2 separate regions of the Mus musculus genome follow, and region 1 is linked to region 2. Evidence: chromatin contacts called from public promoter capture Hi-C data. All regions are on one chromosome and are shown on one strand. Each heading gives the region's core, a stretch centred on a gene start, on an enhancer-like site or on the middle of the called end of the contact. The rest is flanking DNA. Distances are from core to core; before and after follow the strand shown. Region 1 overlaps Arhgap22 (Rho GTPase activating protein 22). Region 2 holds the start of Gdf2 (growth differentiation factor 2).

Region 1 (6,921 bases), core at 1,085-3,584, 570 kb after region 2:
AAAGTTATTCTGTTGCTAGTTAGTAACTGATTTTGCTCTTGTTATGAATCAACATATATACCTGATGTGCAGGCTATCTAATATGCAACTCCTGTGAAAGGTGGTTCCGGGCCCAGGTTGGGAACTGCTGCTCTGGATAGTGAGAACCCATTGCAGAGTGTGAGATGATAAGACTTTATCTTAGGACACTGCAGTGAGAACAAATCCAGTCCAGGCTAGAGGTGAGAGCATGGAAGCCAGGTGCCTTGTTGAGAGCAGTAAGGTGGGAAAGAAGGCTCACTTAAGCATGTTGCTGAGCTTAGTCAGCATGGGGAGCTGGACGGTGTTATGGGCCCTGTACTTCTGAGGAGCGCTCATTACTGGGTCTCTACCCAGTGCATCTTAGAATTTGTACCTCTCCTGTTTGCAGGGTCTATGGCAGAGGGCATGTCATAGGAAGAATGGGACAGTTGACTTGCATCCGACTTATCTCTAGATTTCTCCAGTTTTCTGTCTGCATGAGGCCTGTGACATCTGCTTATCGTGGCCCCATAGCATTTCCAATCACTTTGAACAGAAGGAAAGGAAAAGCTTCCTAGTAACGTGCATGAGAATGCCCAAGTTCCCTGGACAGGTACTTGTGAAAACTGGCCAAGAAGTGGAAAGAGCCATGCAGATGAGAGTGGACCAAAAGGGAGAAGCCGAAGTGCATGGTTCCCTGGCAAAACCAAATCTTGGCGAGGTAGGCACATGGAATGTGCTGTGCTTCTGCGTTGCCAAGCATGGGGACCTCCTAGTTGTGTGCTGCTTGTGTGTATGCTTATGTAAATAAGTGTAACCTGGAAAGAAATGGAAGTTGCATGGTAGAGAAATGCTGACACTAAAGGAAGGCATTTTGTGTGCTCCAGAATGACTATGCTAAACCTGAGCTGCCTTCTCCATACCCCACCGTCCCAAACTGCACCTGGTCGGTAAGAATCCCTTGAGAGATGTGCCTCATGATCAACTTCCAAAGACCAATTCTTTGTTTTACATTTTCATTAAGGATTGCAGTGTGTTGTGCTACTTTCTTGTGTCTTTCCCACCAGGCCCTCTTGAATTCTGTTCTATCCTGAATGTGCTATGCACACCCTCACTTGCCCAGAGGCAATTGTTCTCCTTTGTAAGCCTCTGATTATTGCTTCTTACAGAGATCTGTCCTCCAGAAATGGCATAGCCTTTGCCATCTTTAAATCACAGCAGCTGTAACCCAAGACCCTAAGAAAGGGAGTGACTAACATTCTCTGGTGGAGAACAGTTGGTTGGGACTGATCCATGGGGTAGCTGCCTCTTAATTAATTGCCTCAGTTAAAAACATTGAGATCTGGACTTGGGTGAGGTTAAATCTTTGATCTGGGAGTGCCCTATCTGGGATAAATGGGTGTCCATATCTCCCCAGGAAGTCATATAATATGATTATATAATTCTTGCTAACTTAAAACAAAAAAACAAAAACAAAACAAAACAAAAAACAGTCAAGGCTGGAGAAAAAGAAAAAAAAAGCCAAAAAGAAAGAAAAAAAGGGGACCTCTTTCTCTTCTGTTCCCTGTTTCTCTCTCATGTCTTTCACTCTCCCCCTTCACCAATAGACCTCTTGGCCTAGGGAAAAAAAAGGAGAAAAGGAAGGAAGGAAGAAAAGAAAGAAAGAAAGAAAGAAAGAAAGAAAGAAAGAAAGAAAGAAAGAAAGAAAAAGAAAAGAAAGAGAAAGAAGGGGAGAGGAGAAGAGAAAAGAGAAGAGAGAAAAGGAGGGGGCTGGCGAGATGGCTCACAACCACCCATAATGAGATCTGATGCCCTCTTGGTGCATCTGAAGACGGGTACAGTGTAGTTAGATATAATAATAAATAAATCTTTAAAAAAAAAAAGAAAGAGGGTGTGGGGGGTATGAAAGGACAGCGTTCAGAGGTTAGTTCTCACCTGTTTGCTGAAACACAATCTCTGTTTCTGTACCTGTACTGGATGCTCAAGGCTAGCTGACTTGAGGCTTCAGGCCCTGTCTCTACCTCCCATCTCTGTAGGGTGTTTGGGTCACAGATGCTAGCCATCAGTCTGTCTGTTTTGCCCTCATGCTTGCTCACTTCATTCTCACTTCTGCACAGGTAATGAAGGAGGCACCATGTTCATGTGTTAGTTGATGACAGCCTGTTCTCTGTTGATAGAGCACATATACCCTGCCCCATAATACCCTGGGAAGGGAGAACCTGGTGTAGACACTTAGCATGCAAATGTTGTTTAAGCCCATGACTAGGACTTTTGACCGTGCAGTGTTTATATTTCTCAACATGTTGCACAAGTCACTGCATACAGTATAAGATTACTGCAATAATGGGAATGTAAAATGCCCAAAATTGGACCTGGTCTCTAGTCTTGGTAAATGGCCTGCCCTCTCCCTGGCTCTCTTTTCTCATAAAACAAGGAGGCATAGGTCACTGTAAAGGCTCATTGTCCACACAGGTGGAGCAGTATGTAAGGCACCTTTGGCAAATAGTTGTCTCTTAACTCTCAGCTAGAGGTTCAATCTGTAGAAGTCATAACAGTTCGGCTAGCTACAGTCACACTCTAATGTTCAAACAGCAGCCAGGACTTAGGTAAATACACACTCAGAAGAATATGATATGCAGCAAATGCTACTTCTCTTTCCTAGGCTGTGCTGGAAAGAGCTTCAGCACTCACCCTCACAGTGCAGCAGAGCCAAGACTAGGCATTCCCAAGCCCCACATCACATCACATGGATCCTACCCCTTGTTTCCAGCACTGGACCAAGAGACACCAGAAACTAAATGGGGAGTGGGATGGTGGCTGGGGGCAGTTTGTAGCCCCCACTGACCTGGACTGGGGCCAGCCTTGAGAACTCACCCCTTGGGTGAGGACAGGGTTGTGATTTACAACTTGAGGATTGGCAAGACTGGGCTATGATCTTTCAAATCTGACTCCAAAATGAAATTCCCAATTGTCTGAAGACAGGTGTCAGATGCCACCACAGCCATCTCAGCTGCCAGTCAGTAGACCCTGCTCTGGATGGGCTTGAGAAGGTACTGTGGTCAAGTACTTCCTCTTCACAGAATGCTAAGGTGCCTCCCTCCTTTCCCAGGACCCCAGAGGCAGCAGAGTGCATTCATCCTGCTTGTCCTCAGGCCAGCTTCTCCATTCCTCTAGCCTTTGCTGACACCCATACAGTCTGTCAAAGGTCCACCTCCACCGTTCTCATGTCAGCAGTATGCCACCAGACCCTGTTAATTGCTCTCTTTAAATAGACCTGCTGGGAAGTAGGAGGGATGCTGTTGGGCTGACCTACTCAGCTACCATCCAGGTCCAGCACTTATGAATTCACCCACCCCAACATCTACTTTATCTATGAACTGCTGGAGCCTGTGAAGGAGCCAGTCCTGCAGAACCAAAGCTGCAGGACTCCACGACTCAGCAGAATATCCAAGAGGCTGTGAGGGTTCAATATTGCTGGTGTAGCAGAAGCCAGAGGCTTTGAACTAGACTAATGGCTCATGGCAATGAACATTAGCAAGTAGAGCTCTTTGGGCAAAAGGATGCACTGTGTGATACACAACTTGCAATGCCATGAATGAATATGGGAAGTATGGGAAAAACGAGCAAATAGTGCATGTAACAGAAAACTGCTTGATAGGGTCATATTTTTTGTTGTTTTGCTTTTCTTCTCTAACCTTTAAATTTTTTATTTTCTTTTGGAGAGATTATAAGGATGGATATGGAAGGACTGGGAAGTGAGTGGAATTGGGGTACATGATTTGAAATTCCCAAAGACTTGATAAAATGTTAAAACCCATCCACATAAGGATGTAAATGGATGTGCCAGCATTCTCCCCTTGGTTTCCTCCCCGTCAACCTTCGGCCAGCCTTCCAGCATCCAGTGTCCTTGACTACTATACCTGCATCCACTTATGCCCACTCTATGCAGTGGCCAAAAATGCAGAACTTGTATAATTCAAGCCTGCTCATGTCAGTGGAATGAAAGCTTGCCTGCTTGCTCCCCCCATCTGAGCCCATCAGGTCTGCCCATCACCAACTACAGTCCTTTCCATCTGCCTTGGTCAGCTTTGCATCACTATAGTGAAATACTCTAGATAATTACAGAGAAAATATTTAGGCTTATAGGAAAAAGGTTCAGCCATGATTGGTTAACTAGGATGCTTCAGGCCTGTGACAAGGTAGCATAGTAGGGGACATGGTAAAACCAACTCCATGGGCCATGAAGCAAAGAAAGGAGAAAGGACCAGAGTCTTCAAGTCCCCTTCGAGGGTACACGGCAAAGGACCTCAGGAACTCTTGTACAGACTTTTCCTTTCTATTGAAACATTGGCCTGGAAAGGAGGGGTTTGGTGTTCAGTCTTGGCTGGCCTAGGACTTGCTGGTTCTGCCTCATGCGTGGGAGGATTAAAGGTGTGTGTCCCACACCTTGTGAGAAGACTCTTAACCCTTAAGAGGCTGGGGAGGCCGAGGGCGGAGTCTCAGGCCATACCGCACATTTATATAAGTAGCAAACGCTTAAGGAGACTGGCAGAACTAGCAACTCGCAGGGAGCTCCTGGCCCATGCTAGGTGGGCCTTTCCAGATACCACGGACATTGTTACCCATCCTCCTGAAGTAACCCCAAGGAACTTACTAAGCTAGACTAGAGTTTATGTCTTCCTCAAGAAAGTCCTTCCCTAAGGCCTCACCTCTTAAACAGTGAGCAATCTGTCCAACCCCCCAAAACAAATTTTAAAACATGTCTCAAAGTAGCCTGTGGCCAGAATCTTAAATTATTTTCACCAGTTCATACCTCTTTATAATTAAAGTCTCATTCCCCATCTGTTCATAGTCACAATTCATTGTTTGACTTAAGAGAGGTCATTCATTCTAGTATGATTATGGCTGGAACCTTTAGGCTTGGAAGAGAAGGAAAGGTTGAGAGGTTCCCGGCAGAGCACCCACTGTGGATGAGCCTCATGGTCAGTGCCTCTCATCAGAAGTCAGATGTCTAGGCAGGAGAGTGCATTGCACAGTGGGAGAAGAGACCGGAGATTCATCCTTAAGAAAAGTTGTACATGCCTACATCCCTGTTTGCCAGCAGGTGGCAGAGTTGGCTAGCAAACTCTTCCCTGTAGGAGGCAGGCAGGCAGGCAGGCAGGCAGCTAGCCTTTACCATGGCCAGACTTTTCCTACTGTGAAGCCCTCCTGAGACTTCGGTCCTGGAAGCTCTTTTGATGAGCTGGTGGCTTTTTTTTTTTTTTTTTTTTTTTTTTTTTTTTTTTTGCTTCAAATCAACTCAGCAGAGTTCTACACCTGTGCTGAGGGAACAAAACAGGGTTGTATGAATAAATTGGTGGCCCCACCTAACCGCTCAGGGCTGTTTCCCCTGTCACAGAGGATATAAGGAGTAATCTTTAAATTGTCCTGTGAGAGGTTCTGAGAAATCAGTCACTTTAGCTTGTCCTCTCTGAATACGGGGGAGGAAGGAACGGGCTGCAGCAGTGCCCTATAACATACACTGATATCTCTGCTGCCCTCTTGGGACTCCCAGGGACACCCTGACCCTGGCCTCTGACGCTGGGAGGGTCCTTGGGAGGAATCCTAGTTGTGGAAATCTCCAGTCCTCTTCCAAAGAACAGTCAGAGGTCAGGTGTCAGTTGGCCTTACCACTGAGAGTGAGGGTAGGGGCAGCTGGCCTTGAGTTTCATGGGGGCAGGGGTGTGTGTGGAGGGGTGGAGCCAGTGCTAATAGCACTGTAACCCTGGCCATTCTGCTGCCTGGGTGTTGTCAGTCAGGTAGGTGGGCATTAGGGGCTTAATGCCTTTAAGGCATAGTGACCTGTAACTGGGATACATTGAAGACCTCTTAACCACCACCACCCCTACATACACACACAGACAGACAGAGACCATAGGTCACTGTTTAAGGGGGAAAGGAGAGGCCAGGCCTCTTACAGCTGGGCCTGTATAATGGCCAATCTTCACTGTCAGTTTGACTGGGTTTACATCCATAGAAGAGACACTGAGACACCTCTGGGTCTGTCTAGGACATTTCCAGAGGAAGATCCATAGTCTAGTGGATGCAGTGAGACCAGCTGTCTCAGATTCCTATTGCTCCAGCTAGGTTAGCTCTCATGCCGCAGCAGCTGAAGGCCTTCCTAAAACGTTTCTGTCGGGTATTTTATCAGAGCAACCAGAATATGCCCGGGCTTCCTGGAGCCTGGAGCCTGGAGAGTGGGGCAGGGGTCACTCAAGGTCTGAAGCTGTCTCAAGGAGTTACGGTAGACATGGAAGTACGGGACGACTCCTCCCAGACCTGCAAAGTGGGCAGGCTCTAGAGGACCAATCAGCTCTGGCCTTCTGTAAGCCCAGCCCTCTGGAGCAGAGCTGAGCCCCTGCAGAGGAAAGCAGGTTGCAGAGGACCCTGCAGGGTAAGAAGTAGCCACAGAGGCTCTGAGATGGGAGAGTTGAAGAAGCTTCTGAGGTGGCTCCCCCCCACAGTAGTGCTGAGACCCTCGGGGAGCTCCACCCACACCCGGGGATGATCAGCCTTCCAAGAAACTTATCACCTGGTAAACTCCCCTCGGCACAGACATGAAGAATGAGGCTGGTGACAGGCGCCATGCTTTCAGAGCACTTTAATAAAGTTCTTGGTGGCCTGGCTCTCAAGGTGCCATCCTTTTGGGTGGCCACTGAGGACTCTTCCTGGATGAGAGGCGGATGCTCATGATCCTGGGGCACCATCCCCTCTGACCCCTGCTGGGACCCGTATGTTTGGAAAAGTATCCAGATCCTGCCTGGACTCTTGGGGATACTGACAGTCCCCATCCTGGTGTCAGGCTCCCTCTCTCTGGCACTTGGAGGCAGATGGCCCTGCTGGTGGCCTGGCCCAAACTTGAAGCTTCTGGCTTCCTCTGCA
Region 2 (7,037 bases), core at 1,350-3,849:
AGGGGATGGGGCTCCTTATGTGGGAGGATGAGCAGAGACCCAAGCTTCCTTGAAACCCAGCAACTGGTCTGAAGGATGGAGGTGTCAGTCTTCACTGCCCCTCCCTGGGAACTTTGGAGCTTCTTGGTGCCTCAGTTTCCTCTCTTGTATAGTGGGGTCCATCTTACCATTTTATCAAGGTGGCCCAAGAGACTTACAGGCCGGCCATGAGCCAAGAGCTGATGTTCAGTTAATAATACTTCTGTACCCCTTCCATCCTGCGCAAGCCCAGTGCACATGACAAAGCATGTAGCCCTTTACTCTTGCTCGCTGTGTTCTCACTGCTCATCACGGATGCGCCCATGAAGCTTCCGAGTAATCTGGTGAGTGCTGTGCCACATCAGACAGAGAGAACTGTGCATTGCACTCATGGCCAAAAGCGCCCTCCCTGAGGCTACCTCTGCAGTGGCTGTGGGACCGCTGCCAGACACCAGAAATCACAGGCCCACAGGGACTAGACGAATGCTTCCTAGGTCATGTGTGAGGGTTGTTGGTGTTGCTGCTGCTGAGTGCGTGGAGTAAATTGTGCCAATGATGTAGGGAGCTTGGTATCTCTGGCTAGGCTTCACATTCCGGCCCGTGGAATATGATGACTTAGGCCCCAAATAAAAAACCGAAACCAAAACCAAAATCTAGCCTTTCCCCTAGGCAGAGATCCTAGAGAATCCTGGGGCCTGGTGACCTGTAAATTTTATATTTTTAAAAATGAAGCCATATGTGTGTGAGTGTGTGCATAATTTAATTATAAATAATATAATATTATATATATATAAATGAAGATATATATATAAATGAAGATATATATATATATATATATATATATATATATATATATATATATATGCTTCAGCCTCCTTTGCTCCCCTTCCTGCCTCCTCTAATTCCCTCTCCCTCCTCTCTCCTCCTCTTTCCTCTCCTCCCTTTTCTTTCCTCTTAACTTCCTCTTCCCTTCCAGGTCCACTCTCCTTTCCTGTCTTCCTCTGACTTAGAAATATAAGACTTATTACATAATAACTTGAAACTTCTGTTGGGCAGTCAGAAAACTCAGCAGCACTGAGCATGTATGGTGGTCACAAGTGTCCTTAGACACACACGCTCTGCAGGCTGGACAGATCTGGCCAGGCTTGCCTGTGACCCTGAACTGGAACCCTTGGGCATTTGCAAATCTCTGAATCAGAAAGAGAGAGGCCTTGGGCTCCTGGTCCTTCAGAGCAAGATGCCAAACCAGAAGAAGGGGAGCTGGTTCTATGCAGCTGGTTCTATGCAGGACGTAGGGCCAGCCACGTGACCTTGCAAAGGGTGCCTGACCCGGGTTCCTCAGCCCTAGCAATCCCAGCTTTCTCTTCAGTAACTCATACTACGTGGATTCTGGTGTTCTGTGAGTTGTCAGTTACAGACTTCACCTCCGTGTTTATTATCTAATCTTCCTAAATCAACGACACTTCACACCGAAAACATATTGGACAGACACACTGCCCACTGCCTCTTCTACTCTATTGACATTTTACAATCTAGTTCTAAAATGCATTTTATAAGAGAAAACCTGGTTTCCTTTTAAAGCTGAAAAAATATACAAGTTTATTGCAGGCTAAATGAATGATCTATTTCTAAGTCAGAAGAAGACAGGGAAGGAGAGAGGAAGATAGGAAGGGAAGAGGAAGTGGAAAGAAAAGGGAGGAGAGGGAAGAAGAGGAGAGAGAGAGGAGGGAGGGGGAAGTAGGAGAGGCAGGAAGCAGAGCAAAGGAGGCTGAAGCAGAAACAGGGAAATGAGGCAGAGAGGGAGTGAACAGAGGGAAGCAGAAACCTGGTATACTGGGTACCTATGGGGTTAACTGTGGATGTGGCCCGGAGGAGGAGCTGTGCACCAGATCCTTTAGTGTTGATGGACAGGGCCCATGATTTGCACTGCCCTGTAGGGAAGCCATTAGCCACGCAAATGATGAACAGGGAATTCGTATTTTCTCCCTGTTTCATTGGGAGTCACTTCCACAGAAACCTGAAGGTCTGCCGTGGTCAGTGACCGTCCCACACGGCAGAGCCACTTCACTGTGGGGGGCAGGGTGCAGTATGTCCCACCCCACGGAACCCTGGAGGAAGCACTATACCTTCCACGCTGAAGCTCCGCACGATGTTGGAGGCAGGCGTAGACGATTTGTCCGTTGTGTATCTGTTGTACAAGTCGATCATGTACTGGGGTGGCTCCGCTCTGGTTTTGTCCTGGGAGGGAATGCCGCTGAGGTTAAGGCTGCGTAGGAAATCCACCTTCATGTTCTCCAGGAACATCTGCAGGTCAAAGACACCCTCCTCTCCAGCTCCAGACAATCCCAGGGAGCTGTGGGCATTTTCCCCAGGGGATGCTTGTTCCCAGTTCTGCAGCGGCTTCTGCTGTGTGACACAGACCAGCAGGAACAGCGGGAGCAGGGCCACCCGGAAGGCCCCAGGGGACATCTTGGGCCCTGAAGGGGGCCTGAGGGGCTGCTGTGGTCTATCACTTGGTGCAACGAGGAGCCCGGGAGGAATAGGCCCACATTGTCCTGCTGACTGCTTAGCCAAGACTTTGGCTGTCTCACGGTCTCCCCAACAATCCTCCACTCTTCTTATCTGGGTGTGGATGCTCTGCTCGGACCTCTTATCTCAGGCAGCTCTCTTTAATGAAGACTGTATAAACATCTGACCAGCACTAGGGGCTGGTGGAAAGGATGCTGACTACTGTAAAGGATCGGCATTTCTCCGGAGGGTCATCCACCCTAATTAGAATCTTTGTTCCTTTCCTAGCTGGCTTCGTTCAGAAGACTCTCCAGGCAGGGGCACACAGACCGTATCCTGGTGGACCACAGAAACAAGGAATTCAGAAAATGAGGCTGGGGAGTTCCCCAGATATAGAAAGCTCACCAAGTACCCAGAAGATGACACAAACTGTGGGGGTCAGGGAGGTGGGGTGATGGGGGAGATTGCATCAGGGTTAGACGAAGTCTGGTCCTTATGGTATCGGAACCCGGCAGTGTATCTAGGCACTGGCCTCTGAGGAAAGAGCTCCTGAGTACTGAGAATGGAGTGTGCATGGGCCCAGAACATTCAGTGGACTGGTGACGTCCCAGCCAACACAGATGGTACCTCCTGTCCCCACTGTTCTTCCGAGCTGTGGCCTCAGCCCTTTGAGTCTCCTTTAAGAAGATGTGTTTGCATACACGTAGGCCACTGTCAGCTCCTGACAGTGGGTAGCTATGTTCAACCACCCTCCAGTGCTGATGCTGACCATGCTGCAGTGGGGGTGGGGTGAAGGGAAGCTCTGTGTTCAGGCTAGATGCTTATTAGTACCACAAACATATGTATCTGATGCATATTGACCAGCCTTGACCCTGGTCTGTGTGGTGCTGGTATATGCAAGTGCACAAGTGTGAGTGTGTGTATGTGTGTGTGTGTTGTGTGTGTTATGTGTGTGTGTATGTGTGTGTGTGTGTGTGTTGTGTGTGTGTGTGTGTGTGTATGTGTGTGTGTGTGTGTTGTGTGTGTTGTGTGTTTTGTGTGTGTGTGTTGTGTGTGTGTGTGTGTGTGTATGTGTGTGTGTGTGTGTGTGTTGTGTGTGTTGTGTGTTTTGTGTGTGTGTGTGTATGTGTGTGTGTGTGTGTTGTGTGTGTTGTGTGTTTTGTGTGTGTGTGTGTGTGTGTGTGTGTGTGTGTGTGTGTATGGGTATTCAGAGGACAACTTGGTTCATGTTGATGGGAAGGTCACCTAGATCATGATTCTCAGCCAGGAGACCCACAGAGAAGTTGGAGCTCACAGGAGCCGTTGGGCAGTTCTGAGACTGACTCTATGTCCAGAGATGGTTTCTCTCCTATGAAGGCTGCTTGAGTTAGCCCAAAGACAGTGTTTAAAAGCTGTATCTCCATGCTTAGCCTCTGTCTGTCTCATCACAAGTAGCGTTAATCAAAGTGAAGAGAGAAGACAGTTAAAAACACTTGGGATGTGCGGCAGCTTAATCCAAGGAAGATGCGGTGTGATAGTCTGCGGTCAGGGCTCCCGGGGAGAGGGAATAGAGGGCCAAGACATTGTAGGATGGGCCACAGCAGGCTGCCAGAGTGGGAGAGTGAAACCAGGGACTGCCAGGGAGAACTTAACTTGTATCCACCCTTTTAGAGACACAATGAGGAGAGAAGGGAAGGGTATGGCGAGGAGCCGCTGAAAGCGGAAGTGTGCTGGGCACCTATTCGCGTCTGAAGCAGGACTGGGAAAGATGAATGCAATGCATGCTAAGCCCAGGAGATGGCGCTGAAGCTGCAGAGCCGTGGGCCTGGAGGAGCTGCAGAATGAGGTCTGTAGCCTCATGATGTGCCATAACCTCTAGGACAAACACCCTCCACATTCAAAGAGTCTGAGCATAAGGGCCAAAGCACAGTGTGTTCACTAGTGTCTTATGAAGGCCACAGGAAACTTCAGGTTTGATGGTGAGTGCGGTGTGAGTCAAGGCCCACGTGGTCAGCACTACCCATAAATTTCCAGCCTGGAGCCCCTTATATATGTGCAATAGAGTTGTCACCATGACAGTGAACACATTCACTGCAAAACAAGGTCTAGGGTTCCAGATCTCTACCTAGATATGCATGGGTCCCCGAGGTCATGCAGTTGAACCTGTGTTGGTCTGGAGATAACAGTATGGTAGTTTGTCATACTATGTCCTTGAACGTATACAGCCTCTAGAAGGAAGGCACCTTAGAGAGTGATTCATCAGGCCCAAATCCAGGTTTTGAGATGCTTCAGATTGAGCTCTGCTTTTACAGAGCGCAAGAGCAGAATCTTGATAACACCAAGTGTCTGGTCTGAGGTATTCTAATAAGTGTGTGCATTTATCATTCATAAAATACCGTGAGAGCCACCAGATGCCTAATGTTGCTTCAGTAGTCCAAATGGAGATGGTACTGCTGTGATGGAGACACAGATTTCCGGGTAGAGGTGGGAGGGCCTGAGGACGGGCCTCAGAGGAAGGAGGAGGCCAACGGTGGGGTCAGATAAGAAGGAAGAGATGGACTTGGCTGCAGGAGAACACCGCAGGTGCCACCTGCATTTGAGTACCTGATGTTGGTGCATGGAGGAGGGTAAGAGGTGGCATGGTTGGGAGACCAGGAGGAAGCCAGCTGGCAAGCTCAGGCAGTGAGCTGTATTCCACAGCTATGAAATGAGAGCCCAACTTAGTTTATTCTACTTCACCAACATCTGGGGACACAAGCTTTCACAGATAACGGTGTTTCTCCAGTTTCTGTTCTACTCCCCAAGCTGTGGATGCTCCTTTGAGCTGGCTCCCCTTCCCTGCCTCTTGTATCTGTCAGTCAAGTCTAATCTAGTCCTAGGCTCCCTCCTCTAATCTGACTGCATGAGTTGGGAATGAAAAGGGGCTGAGTAGCTCTATTTATTTATTCAAATATTTAACATTGGTTATGTGTCAAAGGACACACTAAACTATACAGCTGCCTCTCCCCGTGTCTATGGATTCCACATCCTTAGATGCTATCACCCTGGGGTTAAAAACAATTGAAAAAAAAAAAAACCCAAACAACCCTGCATTTGATTTGTGTTTGCAGGAGGTTTCCTTCCCCTAAACAATGCAGTATAACAACTTGGTGTGATTTTATTTTATTTTAAAATGTATTTTGACTTTCAATGGACACATAGAAATTGCACATATCTGTAAGATGCAATGTAGCATTTTCATTCATATATACAATATAACGATTTGATCAGAGGAGCAGGCATTTTTTTCATTTCTGCATTTCTTTGTTGTTGTTTTATGCTTTTTAAAACTTATTTTTATTTATGTGTACGTGTGTGTGTGTGTGTGTGTGTGTGTGTGTGTGTGTGTGTCATGTAAGCGCTGGTGCCCAGAGGCCAGAGAAGGTGGCAGATACTGTGGAACTGGAGTTAGAGGCAACTGTGAACTGTCTGACATGGGCGATAGCAGCTGAATTTAGCTCCTTGGAAGGAGAAGCAAGCTCTTTTACCTGCTGAGTCATCTCTCCTGGCTACTTAATAAAAGAGATTTAACCATCCTCAGATTTGGTGTATGTAGTGGAACCCTGGAACCCATCTCCCACTAATTCTGAGGGACAGCTGCTTTTTCATGTTTCACTTTGTAACTCATACAATTCTCCTCTTTCATCAAAACTTCTCCGCTTAAAGAAAACTACCACACACACACACACACAAACACAAACACACACACACACACACACAGAGAGAGAGAGAGAGAGAGAGAGAGAGAGAGAGAGAGAGAGAGAGAGAGAGCCTGAAAAGCACACGACCACTAGTAAATAAAAGCATATTTCATATACAGGTTTGAACACGTGCATCGGAATGACCTGCTGGGATCACACAGCTTTCTGATCTATTCTGAGCCTCTGTGTTTCCAACCAGCTCTTAGGCGCTTAGTGTGGCTGGTTCAAACATCACACTTTGAGAACTGCAGTTCTAAGCAGTGTGCTGTCTGGGCACTGTCACCGGCCAGGCGAGTGGCTCAGTGTTTATCAAGGGCCAACTGGGAGCAGGTTCTCAGTCGCAGCTCTCCCTACCTCTGGCTACTCCATGCAGCTCCTACAGGGATGTATTTTTGTTCCTCTGAACAATCGGGCATGGTTTGCCTCTCAAGAACTGCAGGGAAGAGGGAGGTGTCCTTGGTGATGTGTTCTGAGATGCTACATATGAAAAAGAGGCTGCTTCCTAAATTAGAGGTGTTCAGCGATGACACCAGCTCCTCCCACCACAGAGTGGGGTTCACCGTTCATATTTCCCCCATGAGTACTATGCAGCCTTCATGGGCCTGACCCCCTGCCCATGTCCCTGCCCACGCCTGGATCTCAGTCAGAGCCTCTCACGTTGCCCTGACTCATCCCAGACGTCTAGAGACAAAGACTTGGAGAGGTTGCAGGCCTTTGAGAATCCCAGTGGTCTCCCAGAAATTACAAATGTCAGAAAGAACTAAGTGAAGATATCATAGCTATGAGAAGGGA

What was found. Promoter capture Hi-C pulls out the DNA fragments that hold promoters and counts their contacts.
Region 1: a contact with region 2 is called in a promoter capture Hi-C map of 3T3-L1-derived adipocytes, with 2.3 times the contacts expected there. The contact joins the enhancer-like site here to the promoter of Gdf2 in region 2. A contact is called at or near these places in 5 of 39 promoter capture datasets (3T3-L1-derived adipocytes, cranial neural crest, embryonic stem cells and 2 more) and 2 of 115 datasets of contacts at active chromatin or transcription factors (astrocytes and embryonic forebrain).

Annotation. Positions count from the first base shown.
Region 1 is chr14:33,369,639-33,376,559 of GRCm38.p6, reverse strand. It overlaps Arhgap22 (Rho GTPase activating protein 22), which reads right to left. Exons shown (of 11, transcript NM_153800.4): 11 at 6,624-6,921. Among named protein-coding and RNA genes, the nearest start is that of Mapk8, 74 kb to the left of the region's middle. Within about 2 kb of position 2,334, at least 4 of the 459 cell types and tissues checked have an H3K27ac peak or open chromatin away from gene starts, as enhancers often do. A contact at or near this core is called in 3T3-L1-derived adipocytes, where this site is marked.
Region 2 is chr14:33,936,601-33,943,637 of GRCm38.p6, reverse strand. It overlaps Gdf2 (growth differentiation factor 2), which reads right to left and starts at 2,599. Exons shown (of 2, transcript NM_019506.4): 1 at 2,145-2,599. The coding sequence starts at 2,487.